3 separate regions of the Zea mays genome follow, and all the other regions are linked to region 3. Evidence: chromatin contacts called from public Hi-C data. All regions are on one chromosome and are shown on one strand. Each heading gives the region's core, a stretch centred on a gene start, on an enhancer-like site or on the middle of the called end of the contact. The rest is flanking DNA. Distances are from core to core; before and after follow the strand shown. Region 1 has its middle 70 kb from the start of LOC103640545. Region 2 has its middle 14 kb from the start of LOC103640543. Region 3 holds the start of LOC118473091.

The links. Hi-C and Micro-C count contacts between places; a contact is called where the count stands out from the background.
Region 1: a contact with region 3 is called in a Hi-C map of tassel, with 4 times the contacts expected there. The contact joins the enhancer-like site here to the promoter of LOC118473091 in region 3. A contact is called at or near these places in 5 of 25 Hi-C or Micro-C datasets (ear, leaf and tassel).
Region 2: a contact with region 3 is called in a Hi-C map of ear, with 2.8 times the contacts expected there. The contact joins the enhancer-like site here to the promoter of LOC118473091 in region 3. A contact is called at or near these places in 2 of 25 Hi-C or Micro-C datasets (ear and tassel).

Annotation. Positions count from the first base shown.
Region 1 is chr1:172,013,961-172,017,520 of Zm-B73-REFERENCE-NAM-5.0, forward strand. No RefSeq gene overlaps it. Among protein-coding and RNA genes, the nearest start is that of LOC103640545, 70 kb to the right of the region's middle. Within about 2 kb of position 1,866, at least 17 of the 20 cell types and tissues checked have an H3K27ac peak or open chromatin away from gene starts, as enhancers often do. A contact at or near this core is called in ear, leaf and tassel, where this site is marked.
Region 2 is chr1:171,910,486-171,914,024 of Zm-B73-REFERENCE-NAM-5.0, forward strand. No RefSeq gene overlaps it. Among protein-coding and RNA genes, the nearest start is that of LOC103640543, 14 kb to the left of the region's middle. Within about 2 kb of position 1,731, at least 7 of the 20 cell types and tissues checked have an H3K27ac peak or open chromatin away from gene starts, as enhancers often do. A contact at or near this core is called in ear, where this site is marked.
Region 3 is chr1:172,379,814-172,383,179 of Zm-B73-REFERENCE-NAM-5.0, forward strand. LOC118473091 reads left to right here and starts at 1,644. Exons shown (of 6, transcript XM_035961655.1): 1 at 1,644-1,921; 2 at 2,198-2,266; 3 at 2,858-3,200. The coding sequence starts at 1,644.

The DNA.
Region 1 (3,560 bases), core at 616-3,115, 370 kb before region 3:
ATTCAAATGAAGTTTCTTTTTCTTTGAAGGCGGACGGCGGTCGCAAACACCCGGCGGTGCGGCCCCGTGCCTCTGCCGTCTGTGCCCCCTACCACCCTCGTGCAGAGCGCGTGCTCCGGCCCCCTCCCGCTAGAAATGAAAACAATTTCGGTTTTTTTCGGTTTTTCGAAAACCGTTTTTGATTTTTTCGACTGAAACCAGCAGTACCGGTATTTTTCGCAGCCGGCATCGGTTATCGGAATTTTGTTTCAAAATCGGTATCGAAAACAATATAAGATTTTTCCGACCGTTTTAATCGGTTCCCGTTTTCAAACGAAATTTACCGAATTTAGGTATCGGAATTTTTCCAAAAACAAAAAATTAAGTAGGCTATTTAAAAGCCCACACTCAATAATGGACGCTCAGGCCCAAGTGCCTACCGTTTCATCTGGCTCGAGCTGTTATCTAGATGAGACTCTTCTTCGATGACATTTAGGTGGGCGAGGTGAGACTAAATAATGTTGTGCACTGTACCCATCCGGCTTCGCTAACAGCTGCTGGGACAAGTGGGTCCGTAGGTGGGCTGCATGTCTGATGAATCCGCTTCGTGGGCGACTAGGTGGTGAGCTCCTGATGGGCTGCCCATCTGATGATGGGCGACTGGGCGGTGAGCTCCTGGCCATGTTCATATTGGCCCTCTTGCGTGCGTGTGTGTGTATATATATAATATTGTGTATTGTATTTGTATTGAATATCCAAATTTAAATAGTTTGACTTGACATAATTCTAGAAAGATAAATTCATGTAGACGGAGAGAGTACTCTTCTATGTGATATGGATGAATAAAGTTATACATAGTTAGAGTAAGAAAATGTTGAACCTTGAATCTATAAACATGTGATATTTATGAACTTGTTATATTGTGAACTTGTTATGTTATGAACTTGTGATATTTATAAACTTGTTATATTGTGAATTGTTGGCTTGTGATCTTTATTGTATTGTGAACTTGTTATATTCATATGTTTACCGGTCATACTTTAGATTCCGACCGTTACCGATGTATTTTCCATATTAAACTTTCGTTTCCGATGTTTCCGAAATATCGATATCTTTTTCCGTTTCCGGTTTAACCATTTCCGATTCCATTTCCGATAAAAATTATGAAAACGAAAACGGTTTTAGTGTTTACCGACCGTTTTCATCCCTACCTCCCGCTGTGCTGTCCTTGTACTACACGAGACGCTTTAACAGTTTAGTACTCTCTTTTTTTTAAAAAAAGGAATGGATCTTTTATTTTTTTCGTTTGGTCGGACGGTCGGACCGCAGTTACGTTCATCAGATGAACAAATGAGTTTTGAGAAACCCATGCAAGTGGAGTCGGTATAAGACGGACGCCACCGTGGCGTGTATTGCTATTGGGCTGCCAAGGTCTGAGGCCCAGTACTGATACATGATTCTTGGTCCATTTTCTTCAGCAAGCTTACGGGTAAGGGGCCCTTTTCCTAAGCAATTTCGTGGTTGTGGGCCTGCGTTAATCGGTGTATGGGTTGTAAACCAAAAAAAAAGGAGAGAGAGGGGGAGCCAATTTGGATCCGTTTAGTTGGCCAAAATTTAAACCAAACACATCCTTACCTTCTCTAACTTTTGCTCAAGTTTAATTCACCGCTCCAATTTTTGCTCAACTTTTGCTCTAGGTGTTGGACGGAGCCTGCCTCTATATGCTGGTTCAGCTTCGTAGGGCATACTGCATAGTGCATGGTACACCGCCACCGGTGCAAAGACGCCTGAACACAAAGCACGTCGTAGCGTACTCCCGGTAAACAACACATTGCTTGTGCTTGGGGCGACCGTGGTCCCAGCTAGGGCCTAGGGCAGGCTCCCAGCTCCTTGTGTATGGCCATGGGCCTGTACAGCGTCAGGTCATATCATATGCATGCCAAGCCAAATCCAGTTCTTCGCCCGCGCGCATGCGACAGCGTAGTCATTCAATCATGTGTTTTCAGTGGTGCATGCTGTTGAAATATTAGACAATTTACAGATTAAATTTCAATATATAAATTATGACCAAATCAGAAGAACTGAAGTATAAAGTTAAATCAGATGATTCGTACTGATCAAATATACTGATAGATGGCACGAGCCGGAATCAGCAGGGTCGACGACGTTGAAGCAGTGGTACCGATGACGTCTACGCAACAGGGTTTGACTAGAAGATCACGAGCAGTCGCATGAGGATGCTTCCCAAAAACCTTATTCACCCTCTCCCGGTGCAGGATCTCGAAGGCGAAGGGTTCCGGAGACCTGCTCTCCCGATCGCAGATGCACATCGGTGGTCGGGATGAAGAGAACTACGATGGCGACGCAGTTGTGAACAGAGGCGAAAGCGAAAATTATGGTTATTTTGATGATGGTTGTTAGGCGCCTTATATAGGGCCGAGTTCGCGAACCGATAGCTATCCGCGATCCGATCTGCCCGTGAAAAACTTGCGTTCAGTTTAGATTTTTATAGCGATCGGTTAGAATTCTAAACTTAACAACCAAGCAACCAAAAATTAAAACAGCAAAAGGAAGTCGCGCCCCCGCAAGGCGAGGGACCATTCACGCGTATGTTGTGCGCCCGCGTCCTTCACCCCCGCCCCGCCCCGCCCAGGCTAGGCCAGGCGAGCGAGCGCGCGCGTGTGGCTCTCCACACTCTCTCCTCTCATCCCTGACTTGGTGAGTGAGTGTGACTTCCATATTTAAACTAGTTCTACTCCATTTGGACTAGCAATATGGCACTATTAGTTCCACTATTCCCTAGCCATACACATATATGGGCTTTTGAGATTTTTCTGGGATTTAATTGAATTTCTCAATTGAGCCTAGCCCATAAATCCTAACAATCCCCCACCAGATCTCAAATGTCCATCTGCAGTTTTGCCACTGTTCACTACTGTTTAATATACTATTGTTTCAGCAGAGACTATTAAGTTGAACTTCCGTCTAGAACTCCAAGCTACACTTGGACAATAGACTATGCCTTGAATTGCAAGTTTTGTGTGAATGAGTTTCACTTAAAGCCATGACCAGTACTTGGTTACCAGTAGTCCCCTTCTCGGGTGGAGCATATACATCGTACTCCAAGGTCTCTTCATGAGTTTACTAGAGATCACCCAGATCTCATAGACTCCGACGTTAGACAGTCTAACTCATATAGGTGTGTTCTTTCAAGAATGTTCTGCTGGACAACATCTTCGCTAATACAAGCCAACAAAACACATTAAGGCACAAAGCCAACCTGCCTTACAACATTTGAGAGTATTGCATCTTTACTTAGAGAGGGTCAAAGGTTACTCTCCTCAGTTCACCAATGGCTTGTTCTTCCTAGGACCTAATTCATGGGATCTCCAATCACATAGACTGGGTTTCCACCATGGCAACTTATACGGGTCTCATACCCATCTCTCTCGATGTGATTTCTATCATATTACGTGGTAGTCCCTTTGTAAAAGGATCTGCCAGATTTTTATCTATTGAAATATAAGTCACACTTATAACTCCCGAGTTTCTCAACTTTCTGACAGACTTCAATCGTCTTT
Region 2 (3,539 bases), core at 481-2,980, 470 kb before region 3:
GTATCTACAAAGGTATGGATATCAAGGTAGGCAATGCATCAAAGGGTTTCCAAGCAACTACTATAAACCTAATGCACATTCACTAGACTTAAAGTGTGTAAAAATAATTTAAAACACAAGGAAGGGGTTGCATGCACCGGGGCTTGCCTTTGTTGCAGTGAAGAGGTTCAAGACCTTTCTACCCAATAACTAGTTAGATAGCTCCATCCACTTGATGAATAGGCACTGGAGCAAACTCTTCTTCAGTCACCTCTTCAGCTTGAATCTTCACTCCTTCTGGTAGGAGTTCTATACGAAATGACATGATCATGGATGTTTATGCTTATGCAACTTGAAAAGAAAATACTAAGAAGCATCGCAAGACTTACACCTCTCTAATGGTGCACACAAAAACTAACAAAACCTTAAGAGAGCTAAATACTCTAATATCACAACTCAATCATACTAGGGCAGCCAGCAAGGATGAGGTGATATTCTTCAGTTACTCCAATATAGACACTAGTTTACTAAATCAGCCACCTTCCACTAAATTTGTTTTCAGTTTTCTGAAACAACACACCACTAAGCCTGATAGAGGGTTTTGGCACTTACTTTTCTCTAAATTCTCTATAGTAGCAAGCCAACTCTTCGCATCAAATTTGTTGTGCATGATATGGTCTCCCATCTTGCTGTGGAATCCCTAACCCAATTCTACCTGGAGTAATTTCCATAGAGCTACAAAGGTGGTTAAAAACTCACTGAACCATGATAACAGTCGACTGAATCAGTCTGCATTCCATATGCCTGGCAGGGGTAATTAGGACACCAATTACTGCCAACCCTGTGTAACACCCAGTTCATTTCTCTTTAGAAAACTTATTCACCTTACTATGGTATCCAACCTTTATACATGGAGTAGGACTCATAACTCCAGGAATTAAATTCTAAAGAGCTTCAAAATTGGTTGAACAACACCCTGAAACAGATTTTTAGTGAACTGATACAGCCCACCCCTAGTCTGACAGGGAAGGTTTGGAGGTATTTTACTCCCAAATTTCTGTAGAGCCATGTCTATCTTACTTTAGTAAACTTATTTACTTCACTTTGCTCTGCACTTTTGCTAAATAATTCTTAGTCCAAAACCACTAGGATGGGTCACAATAGAGCCTAAACTTGGTACCATTCATTGATGTTCAGATTTTCAGCTCTGAATAAACTAAGTTAATAGCAATCTGATAATCCAAACATAGGAATTCAGATTCTTATCTTTGAGCAAATTTTACACCTAGTTCCCAATAACAGACAGTGGTAGAGTTCAATCAAATGTCGTGGGGAACAGTAGTGACATACCTAAACTTTGGTGCTCACAAGGAATCGACCGGAGAAAGCGTGAGTTGTTCGGTCAACACAGAGGCTGCTCACGGCTCCGGTCTGCGGTGGAACAACTCTGTTCTGAGTCGCACAAGACTCTAGAATTAGGAAACCCAGTTCGGTGAGCTTCACTAATCTAGGGAGATTACCGAACAAGGTTCACCTGGGCAACAAACTTCTTGAGATACTCTGACCACGGGGAGGTGGAAGGATGGTTGTTGTGGCACCAGAGTACCAGACAATGGAATGGCACTTGATGAACTGAACAAAGCCGACGCAGAGGCTAAGGAGATGAACTCAGGCTTGCACACACCACCACAGAGATGCCCAAGGATCCAGCAGGGCTCCCTGGACAAGCACTTAAATAAGGGATGGCGCTGGGGCAGGTTCACTGGACCTAGCTTGAGGACACGAGAGTGGACAGACAGACACCGAATGGACACTACTGGGGGTTAGCCGTCGGGCATGCTTGACACCACATCACAACAGTGAATCCGTCCAAGTTATGCCCCCCAGGGTTCTCACTTATCTCTCATCTACCCCTAGATTTTATAGTTGCGGCAATATTTTCTTTAGATTTTTCTGGTGTGCATTGAAGTGCTTAAGTCTGACTGAAACCCTTTATTTAGCCCCACTTTTCTCACTATTCCAAATAAGGGTAGCTCAAGCCTTTCTAAACAAACTTGTTGCCCAACCATCGCTCTTTAGGTTTACTGTGAAAGTCCAAGACCCAAAATGTGTAGACCACAAGATATGCGACTCTGAAGTTGGCTATAGCTCACTGGAAACCAAGTTCCGTTCTCTGAATTTTACAGAATCAGCCAATGTTGCCTCCTTGCATACCTCCCTATTTGGCTGCCTGGATCACCCAATTCACTTAATAATAGACCTCTCCCCTTTAACCAAAGTGATTCTCCATGCCTAGCTTTTCCCTTTTTTGTATAGCAACTCATGGTTGACAACATATAGAACAAGGGTTGGGGTGTTCCAAAGTTGCCCCCATCACTCAACACTCCTGTCAGTTAACTGAACTTACTGACTGACAGAGGAAGTTCAGGTGTACTTTATTCCTAATTGTGTATAGTACCAAGCCCATCTCTTTTTAGGAAAATTATTCACTGTACTATGGTCTTTAAACGTACTACACAGAGCATGGTTCATAGCTCTATGACTCAAACACTAGAGAGCCCCAAAGTTGGGCTCATCACACTGAAACTGATTTTCAGTTGACTGAAATAGCCTGCTGCACCATCTGCATCTCCCTTAACAAGCCTTATTTTCCAACCATAGGTCTTCCACTTGGGTACAACACTCCAAAGCTGAAACTACTCAGATTTATAGTTGTGGTGTTCCAAAGTATAGCAGAAACAACCAAACATTCAGTCTCAACTTAACTGAACAACCCTTACTATTTCTGACAGAGGACTTTGCAGCTCCATTATCTCTCAACTTTATATAACAGGACCATCTCCTTGCATGAAACTTGTCCATCTATACCTAGTCTCCAACTTTGCTATAGAAACTATAGTCTAAAACCACTCATATTGATCACAAAACAGCTCCAAATTAAGCATCCTATACTGAAATTCAGGTTTTAGAGACTGAACCCAAAGCAGTTGGAACCAGCCTGACAGTCCAACTTTGAGCCACTTTTACTCCTTTTTTGTGTAGCACCAAACTAAACTCACTGAAATTTGTTCTCCTATATATGGTCTTCCATTTTGCTATACAGCTCTTGGTCTAAAACCATATGGATTAATCACAACTAAGTTCCAAACAGAGCACCATTGGTTGTTTTTTAGAGTTTCAGCTCTGAACCACTAAGTCACTAATACACTGACAGTCCATTTTTAGGCAAGCTTTACTCCAAATTTTGCATGGGGTCATGTCAAACTCACTTAAGAAAACTTGTTCACCATCATATGGACTTCAACTTCTCTATAAACACCATAGTCCAAAGTTCTATGGTTTAGCCACAAATGAGCTCCAAAACAGCACACTCAACACTGAAACTCCACTCAGTTCACTATTCACCATCTGAAATTCCATGAGTCTGTCAACATTTCTTTGGACCACCTTTTCTGCTGGTAGCATATACTTTTAAGGCCAAGTTGCTTAACAAAGTCTGTACTCCAATAGTTCCTCTACAAGTTCTATATAGTGACCCTTAGCTAAACCCTTTTGGATTC
Region 3 (3,366 bases), core at 394-2,893:
TAGTTGTGGCCCGCGTGCACCGTTTTTAACATTTTACGCTGATTTAATTAAATGGGTCGACGGGTTAACGGGCTGGCCCGATATAGTTAGCAGGCCGGTATGACGTGTCTGGTCCATAGTTGTGGCCCGCGTGCGTCTAGCCCGTGCCGGACGCTATTTGGCCATCTATAGACGTGCAGCGAATTAATTTAAAATAGCTGTGAGGGGTTATTTGTAAAAAGATGACGCATGACGACCGTTGAAACTGGTGCTTTAAGTATAGTATAGAATTGAATATTGAAATAATTGTACTGAGTACTCCACCCATCTACGCCTGGCTACACCCCAAAATGGTACACGTCATCTTGGCGCGAAATGCGCATCATGTGGGCGCGGGCGGGTAAACGACACGTGAGCGAGTCACCACCACAGTCCGTAACTAGATCAGTTTTGATCCGTCGGCTGCGCTTGACCAACGCCGGGCCCGCCGCCAGCGCCAGCGCCGGATCGTAGCAGTGCAGAGAATATCCCCGCCGGCGGCCGCGCCGCCCGTGCATGCCTCCACCGTGGGGAGCAGGGGACTCTCCCGACCCCGGCGCGCGACTCCCCCGCATCGCGCTTCGGGATGATACCAGATATGGTCGTCGTTTATGAATGCATACATGGGAGACCCACTCGTCGTCTCGATCTCCGACCTTCTTCACTCTCTGCCTCTGCTGCCTCGGTGGCTGCCCCGTATCCTTAGACTTGTCAACCGGCCGCTACGGTACAGTCCAGAGCTGCGTGCTTTCCTCAGTGTCCCGAGTCCCGACAGCGTCTCCCTCTCCCTCTATTCTAATCCCTGTTCTAACTTCTAAGCAGACCTTTCTCTCTCCCACGAGGAGCTCCACGAGACCACGACCATCCACGAGCAGCTAGAATGGTGGCTCATGCCACGCGCATCTATCTCCTCTACTAGCTTGGTTTCTCACGTACGCGTAGCCGCGTAGGTGCTACCGCTGCCGAAATCCAGATATTTGTCGAGTACAATTTGTCAAGCGCTTGGCGAACTAAAGGCCTCTTTAGTTCGTGGTTAAATTTGTCACACTTTATCTAAGGTTGTCGTCCGAATTAAATAACTAATCTTAGATTAAAAAGTTATGCAAAGTGTAGCAAGTTAGATATAAAACCAAATATGCCTTAACACTCTAATAAAAACCTCGTTTTATCGAGCATGAGACACTCGGCAAAGACCTTTTTACGGAGTGTCAAACTCTTGGTGAAAAGCAACGCTCGGTAAACGGCCGTCAATAGCCGACGGCCGTTACTTTACCGAACATTAGACATCGACACTCGGTAAAATAGCTTATTTGCCGAATGTCCGATAAAAAGTATTCGACAAAAAAATTGTTATCGATGTGCAGTTCAACGAGTCTTTTTTGCTGAGCGTCACAATCGACAAAGCATTCACCAATTATTTTTTAGCCTTTACCGAGTGCTTCAGACACTCTCGACAAATAGCTGTGTCCGATAGTACACGCGTGCACTATATAAGTATATAACTATTGAGATATATATACACAGCAGGCATGAGCGGCAGAAGTGCATGTTCGATCATTTCGCGCTTGCTTAAACTTGCTAGGATCGTGTGTGTATTGATACCTAGAGAGAGAGAATTTGAGACGATGAACTACCCAGATGCTGCGGCGGATCCGTGGTGCTGCTACAGCAACAACGCCGGCGAGGCCGCCGCCGCCGCCGCCGTGCCCACCTCGGGCGAGGAGGCCAGCCGTTTCTTCGGCGACATGGTTGCCGCCGCGGACTACTCCACGTACGTGATCTATGATTATTACGCCGTATCTGATGTGCCACTGAGTGTGTCTAAAGCGATAGAGAAGCCTAGACAGGTACTCGTTATGCTGTGGCTGGCAGCAATTAGCATAATATTTGTTGGGAAGCGAGGGTGTTTGAATGTATTATAGCTAATAGGTAGTTAGCTGAAAATGCTAGTGAAATTATCTAGCTAATAAATAGCTAGCTAACTAGTAGCTAAATTTGCTAAAAATATCTAATAGCTGAATTATTAGTTAAGTTGTTTAAATGTTATTAGTTAATTTTAGCAGCTAACTATTAGTTCTAGTGCATTCAAACATCTCTATAATTACATTGTGAGTTACGGATGAGTAAGTATAGTTTATATGATTGAGAACATAACCTGCTAATGGGCTAACTTTTTTAGGAGTGTTGGCCTAGATCTAAAACCTATAGCTGATGTTGTGCATGTGTCGTGGGCTCACGGCATGTCTAAGTATGTGTGCGGGTGACCAGTGTGTCATATGTTGGCGATCCGGTTCTTCCAACAATATTAAAAAAAACATCATAGATTCCATTCCATGCATGATTTGATGCATGGAGCCACAAGGAAAAATCAAGAAAGTAATACCTTGGATGATGCTTGTCGTCTAAGCGGGATATATGTAGGAGTTATTAGTCTTACCTCTCCTAAAAGAATGGTATGAATTGAGCGCAGCTGGTATATATAGCTAGCTTCAGACCGAGATAATGCTTGCTGACTAGGTTAGTACCAGTTATTAAGGAACTAGCTGATCTTAGAGATCATATATACTGCTAAGTCTCATGTAGAGGAGTATATATATGTTTGGAAAACAAACTACTATAGTAGTTTATGATATTACTGTTATTATCTACTAAGTGTAACTCTCTACTGCTAAGTGATTTACTATGACATTACCATAAATGTTTCTGTGAATATTTATATGAGTTATTACAGTAACACATTTGTGGTAAATTAATAAATAGAGGCATCTATAGAATAATAACGACTATATGCATGTCAGTCTAATAGCCAATTAATTTAAAAACCTGCTCGATCGTACAGAGATGATCTGTTCGAGCTGGTGTTGGAGCAAGAAGGTGGTGCCCCAGGACCGGGTTCGATGCATCCGACGGTTTCCTGCGTCTGGTCGTCGAGGTTCAGCAAGCCACCGGATGTACGGTTCGACCCACCGTCGGAGGACGAGATGGCGGCGTGGCTCTGCACCATCGTCAATGGCGACGAACCTGCCTGCAATGATGACAACGGCGACGGTGACCGACTGGCGGCTGACGATGGTCAGGAGGATGGAGTGCCGGTGATGGGAACGTCGACCACGACGGCGGACAAGAAAGAAAAGGCTCCAACGACGACGACGGTGGAAGGGATGATGATTATGGGCAACAAGGTACGCACGTGACCGTGTATACTATATATCCATCTATATGCATAGCCTAGAAGCCAGCCGCTGCCGCCATTCTAAATGCTCAATATACTGTCGAAACAGTAGAAAATTAACAACACGGCAAGTAAGCCAGCCGATCGAACAGCGTCTCTATACGTACGTTGGGACT